2 separate regions of the Triticum aestivum genome follow, and region 1 is linked to region 2. A link is a contact called in public Hi-C data. All regions are on one chromosome and are shown on one strand. Each heading gives the region's core, a stretch centred on a gene start, on an enhancer-like site or on the middle of the called end of the contact. The rest is flanking DNA. Distances are from core to core; before and after follow the strand shown.

What was found. A called contact is a pair of places that touch in the nucleus more often than the background predicts.
Region 1: a Hi-C map of leaf shows a contact between it and region 2, with 5 times the contacts expected there. The contact joins the promoter of LOC123056689 here to the promoter of LOC123056678 in region 2. A contact is called at or near these places in 2 of 5 Hi-C or Micro-C datasets (both in leaf) and 1 of 1 datasets of contacts at active chromatin or transcription factors (leaf).

What each region holds. Positions count from the first base shown.
Region 1 is chr1A:462,358,918-462,361,617 of IWGSC CS RefSeq v2.1, reverse strand. It overlaps LOC123056689 (F-box protein SKP2A), which reads right to left and starts at 1,412. Exons shown (of 6, transcript XM_044479996.1): 1 at 1,022-1,412; 2 at 1-60. The coding sequence starts at 26.
Region 2 is chr1A:462,279,996-462,282,695 of IWGSC CS RefSeq v2.1, reverse strand. LOC123056678 (protein ROLLING AND ERECT LEAF 2) reads left to right here and starts at 1,397. Exons shown (of 5, transcript XM_044479990.1): 1 at 1,397-2,700. The coding sequence starts at 1,888.

The DNA.
Region 1 (2,700 bases), core at 163-2,662, 79 kb before region 2:
CTGTCTACTGACCTCGCACTGACCATTTTCAATATTACTGCTTCAAGTATCAATGTACCCCTGCAATTACAATTACAGGCAATCCAATCAATAAAAGCAATCCAAGATAAAATGGCATAATATAGCAAACTATTCGACCTCTGCTTCCTGAAAACTAAGATAGGTGATAACAGCTGCATTCAGAGACGGCATAGCAATCAAGAAAAACGTGCAAGGACACTGCTAACAATACAGATTTATTGAAAATGCATATAACAGCATAAGATTAAACACAGGTAGGCAGGACGGCACCAAGCTGGGTTAAACAGAAATAATTTATACAAAAATTGTTTAAGCACACCAAGTTCTTTATACTTGTCGAACTGAAATAGCCAATTAGGGGTAACGAACAGTCAGATGGGCAAGAATAAATTTGAGAATGTGAGGCTAATTATGTACCTATGAATAATTGGAAAAGAAATAACAGATGAGGACCTGAATGGGGATCCAGAACAAAGGTACAGCGCGACCACGGATACTGTGGATCAATGCTGTTTTCGTCGCATGGCAGGGAAATCTACGAGATGGAGAAGCTGGAAAGAATGTATCAAGAATCCACAGATGGAGAAGTGCGTACTTATAGAACTCTACCAACATGGCACCTTTCCGGCTTGGATTGGGCGAGGGACTTGCCAGTCACAATCAGACAGCAAGTCACATCCTTAAAATAAGGCGAGGGAAACATTGCGGAGGCTTCTAGGGATCAAGGTCTCGATTTCCTCTGACTTTTGATCAGCAAAGCAATAAAGCCGCCGAGCTCGCTAATCTAGGCTTACAGTACATCGGAAAAGCCGATTAATCGGGGTACAATCGAGACGAAGCCCGAAACTTGAGGAATAAATCGGGCAAAGAGGTCTGCTGAGAAATGCAAACAGACCCGGTGGTGCTAGCAAGGGACGAATGATCCTCCGGACCACTCAATCCCGAGGAAAAAATAATCCGACAATCTGCAAGAAAAGATGAAGGAAAGATTGCGACTCACCTCGAGGACCTCGACCGGCCCGGAGCCGGAGACGGGACGCGGGTAGGGCGGTTGAACAGGGACGCCTGTGGCGACCTTGCACAGGGCCGAGACGGAGGAGGCCTTGAGGTGGCGAGGAGGAAGAAGCCAGGGGAGGGGAGGGGGGCGGACGCTGAGGAAGCTGGCGTGGCGCGCGCGTGCAGGGAAAGGGTGGCTATATCCGGCCGGCCGACTTTAGTAGGCGGCGCCGATGGCTGTGGCTTGCCGACACGCGAGGTGCCCGGCGGATGCGGGAGATTTTTCTTCCCTCCTCGCGCTCGGGGCGCGGGCGGGGGTGCGCGTTGGCCGGAGGGACGGACACGAAAGGGCCGCCTGGGGCGGCACGGAGGGGCCGGCGCTTTTTTTAACGTCGACAAAAAGAGGTTCCTTTCTTCCTTCCTCGGCCCGAGGGGCGCGGAAGGAATCGTTCGCAACGGAATAGGCCACGAGTTTCGTCGCCGTCGTTTTCGCTTCCGTGTTCCGGCGGAGTACTCCTCCGTTCCTCCCTTCCGCGTGTGCGTGCGTGCGTCACGACCTTGATCATCGGTTCCGGTGTCTCCGGCCGAGGAGATATGTATGCGTCCGCGAGTCCAGTAGGCTGCATCGTGTCTTTGTCGTCGGATCGCATCGCATGGCTCCGTGGCCAGCGGCGTGCCCATCCTATATAATTTGACGTGTACATGCCTACAAGGCACGGCGCTGCACCGAGCTTTCAAGTCCCACAACTGGCTTATCTCCGTGCAAGTGCAATGCAGCCGTAACGATCCGATCACGTTTGAATGGACTGCAGGTGGCCATGAGCAGCCTCTCAGCTTGCACACACACATTTTCGCGAGGACCTGCAGTGCTCTTCCATGACTTTTACTTAGAGCCCACCTCCGTGCTTGCTTAATGTTACTACTTAGGTAGTAAAACAATCCGGTGCTAAGCTCGATAGCGGCAACCCAGAGTGTGCGTGTGTGCGTTCATAAAGATGAGTATATGCACGTATATATATGAGCGTTTGCGTCTGTACTGTGTTAAAAAAACTTCAAAAATTTTCCGTCGAGAAAAGAAACTTGGGAATTTTATCTGAACTCGTTGTCTAGTTTTGGCGCTACGTGGAGCAAATATACCGCCTTCTTCCATTATTTCACCATCGCGATGAGCCGATGAGCCGCTGGTCGCTTTTCACTTGCCGGTGTCTGCCGTCATCCGGATGATGACAAGTGATAATTCTGTGTGTGCATCTGTTAGCTGTGGCGTGTGGGCCGAAATACTCCACATCCGCATGCAAAAACAATCACACACTGCCCCGTCCTACCATGTCAGCTCGTGCGTGGCTGTTCGATCCGAACGCATCCATCAGAATTCATTTCGCGCATCGCCTTTGTTACGGTTTTCTAAGCTCTTGTACGTGGACGTGCGGAAGAAGTCTATAGAAATGGAGCACCTTCCCTCGGAAGCTAGCTCGGATACAGCGAGCGAACCGGGTGTAATTCAGATGGTTAGGTTTCATGTGATGGAATCATTTGTTAGAGTTCAAGTCCTAGAATTGATGTTGGTGCTTGTAATTTTTTAGATTTATTTCAGGCTCTTCGATGATGTTTATTCAGTGGGAGGAAATGTTTATGTGGACGCCCGTGATGACTTCGTCAATCTTAAGATGTAATGTTAGCTCG
Region 2 (2,700 bases), core at 148-2,647:
GATTAACTAAACCGAGCAACGTGCTCCGATCAAGACGAGCCGGGGTTGGTTTTCCATGGCCGGCCGGACAAAAAGTCCCCGCTTTCGACCCGGCTCACGTGCCCCCACCCCTCGTTCCTCTCCAAGCACTAGCACTAGCAGCGCACTCCACCTCCGTTCTGCATGCCTCTCGTAGGCCTCAATAATCTTAATCTATCATAAACCCCGTGACCCTGCCGTAACAGCAGCGTTATGCTACTACCAAACCAAATCACTCTACGGGTTAGCACTGTTGTAGCAGTAGGAGTAGCACGACCAGCCTGACGCCAACTCGCCGTGGTTCGGTTCCTGCTGCCCGGCCCAGATCTGGATCGCATTATGCAAGCGGCTAAGCCAGTCTTGTGCACAGGCACGGAGCTTGCAGAAGCCGCAATGGCCCGGCGTGATGATGAGATGCGACTGCGCAGGCGATCCCGACTCTACCGACGATCCGGAAACTGAACGTTATCTCCGTCCCCCATGTGTTGATTCCTTCTCCGCCATGAGTGATTAGCGTGCCATGCATGTGCCTGCCTCTGCCCTGCCTCCTTTCAGATCGCCACCCCATCGATTAGGTAAGCTACTACTAGCCCAGACGGGAAAGCACGGCGAGAGAGAGGGAGAGCATCTGCCTGCCCTCCCACGAGGCCGTCTACGGGCTACTTGTTGTTACGAGTGCGTGCTCTAGTCTCCAGTAAATGGTGCAGAATCTAGAACAGTGCCAGCCGTTGGATTTACTGAGAATAGGCTCCGGTGGAGGGGTGTGGCCGTGGCGTCCTCGATGCGCTCCAGCGACCCACGTGATCCGATTTAGCGGGTCGGAGTTCTCGTAGTTGGATCGAGATGCGTGGTCATGTGTGCGCGCGTGCCGTGCGCGGGCGAGGGAGGCAAAGCGCGGGAGCTCAGAATTTTTAGGGGTTCAGTTCAGTGGCGCGGAATCTTTGACCATCAATGCCGTGCCCTTGCCCCTGCACGACGAGGGTTTAACTTACTGTATTATTTCTCTTAATTGAGCAAGCGGTTCTTATCTAAAACAGGACCAACGCACCGTACTGCAGCGGGCGCCGGATGTAATCGTGCTAGTAAAATCTTTTGAGCAAACATGGCCATGATGGAGGAGCATCGGGTAATTATCACGCCAGATTCGCCACGGAGCACAGAATTAACGCGTGTACTGCGGGGGCTGCAGAGCGAGTAAATATTACTGTCACCGTCGCGCACAGAAATGGGAGCGAGACGCAACGCAATGATGTTACTGCCGCTGCGCTGAAACTTACGTACCCACTACCCACCCCGTGCCCTCTCCTCTCTGTCGTTCCACGGTGAAACGAAACGCGTTCTGTCAATTTACTTACCGCAGCGGTAACAGATCGCCGGCCCGTCTCCATCTCTCTCTCTCCCTCGGCGACCCATACACGGGCGATCGGATCGGCACTGCTCCTCCGCGATTCCATGGCCCCTCCCCGAGCCCTCGCCTCCGGCAGCCCCGAGACATCTTTCCGGTGATGTGAGCGAAGAGCAAGCGTCTTTTCGCTCACCCTGCTGTACCGAATGAGCAGTGCGTTGCATCTGCTTTAACCCGTCGCCACTGCCAGTGTCAGTAGCCTGCTCATCCTCATGCTCATGCTCAATAATAAACGTTCCTCGTCGCAGCTCCTCCACGTGCCCGTGCCCGCCGTGCCACGCTCGCGTCGCGCGCGCGCGCAGCTCGGTGTTCAGTACACTAGCTAGCTAGCTCACGCGCCCACGCCACCTTTGCTCCCTCCCCCGCGCTTGTTTCGTGGCTCCTCTTTCTTTCCGGCGGGCGGGGCACGGAGTTGGCGGCGTCGGGGGCGGGCAATGCCGTCGCGGGCGAGGGCGTAGGGCAGGATGGGGTGCCGGAGCTCGCGGCTGGACGCGGCGGACGTGTCCCCCGTGGCCGCGCTCTGCCGGGAGCGCCGCGACCTGATGCTCGCGGCGGGGGACCGCCGGGCCGCGCTCGCGGCCGCGCACGCCGCCTACTTCCGCGCGCTCCCGCGGGTGGCCGACGCGCTCGCGCGGTTCGCGCACGAGCACCACGCCGCCTCGCCGCCCGGGTCGCCCGTGCTCACGCTGCCCCCCTCCGACCACGACGAGCCCAAGAAGCCCAGCGCCTCCAGCTCCACCCCGCACACCGACTCCGGCCACTCCCACCTCCACTTCCACTCCGACGCCTCCGACTCTGATCCCGACTCCGCCGACGACTGCGCCTGCGATGACCCCGGCCACGGGCACGGCGCCCGCGGCAAGATCCCGCCGCCGACTGGAGTGCCCCAGCAGCGTCACATCCCAGAGCCTGCAGCGGCCAGGCCGGCCATGCCATGGCAGGGCAGGCCCGCCATGCCCTGGGATGGCAGGCCCGAGATGCCGTGGGGCGGCATGCCCCAAATGCCGTGGGACGGCAGGCCCGAGATGCCATGGGCGCAGGCCTCCTACGACGCCTACCCTTCTTCGTTCCCAATCCCAGATGTCGCAATCCCCAATGCCTACTACATGAAGGCCAGTTCGGCGGCGGCGAACACGGTGTACCAAGAACCATACGGCTACAGCAACTTCGCCACCAATGTGCCTTCCTACATGGGGTACGAGTACGGGTACAACAACCCAATGTACGGCGTGCCGGAGGGGGGCCAGCCGGTGGAGCATCGTGGCCGGGAGGCGGCG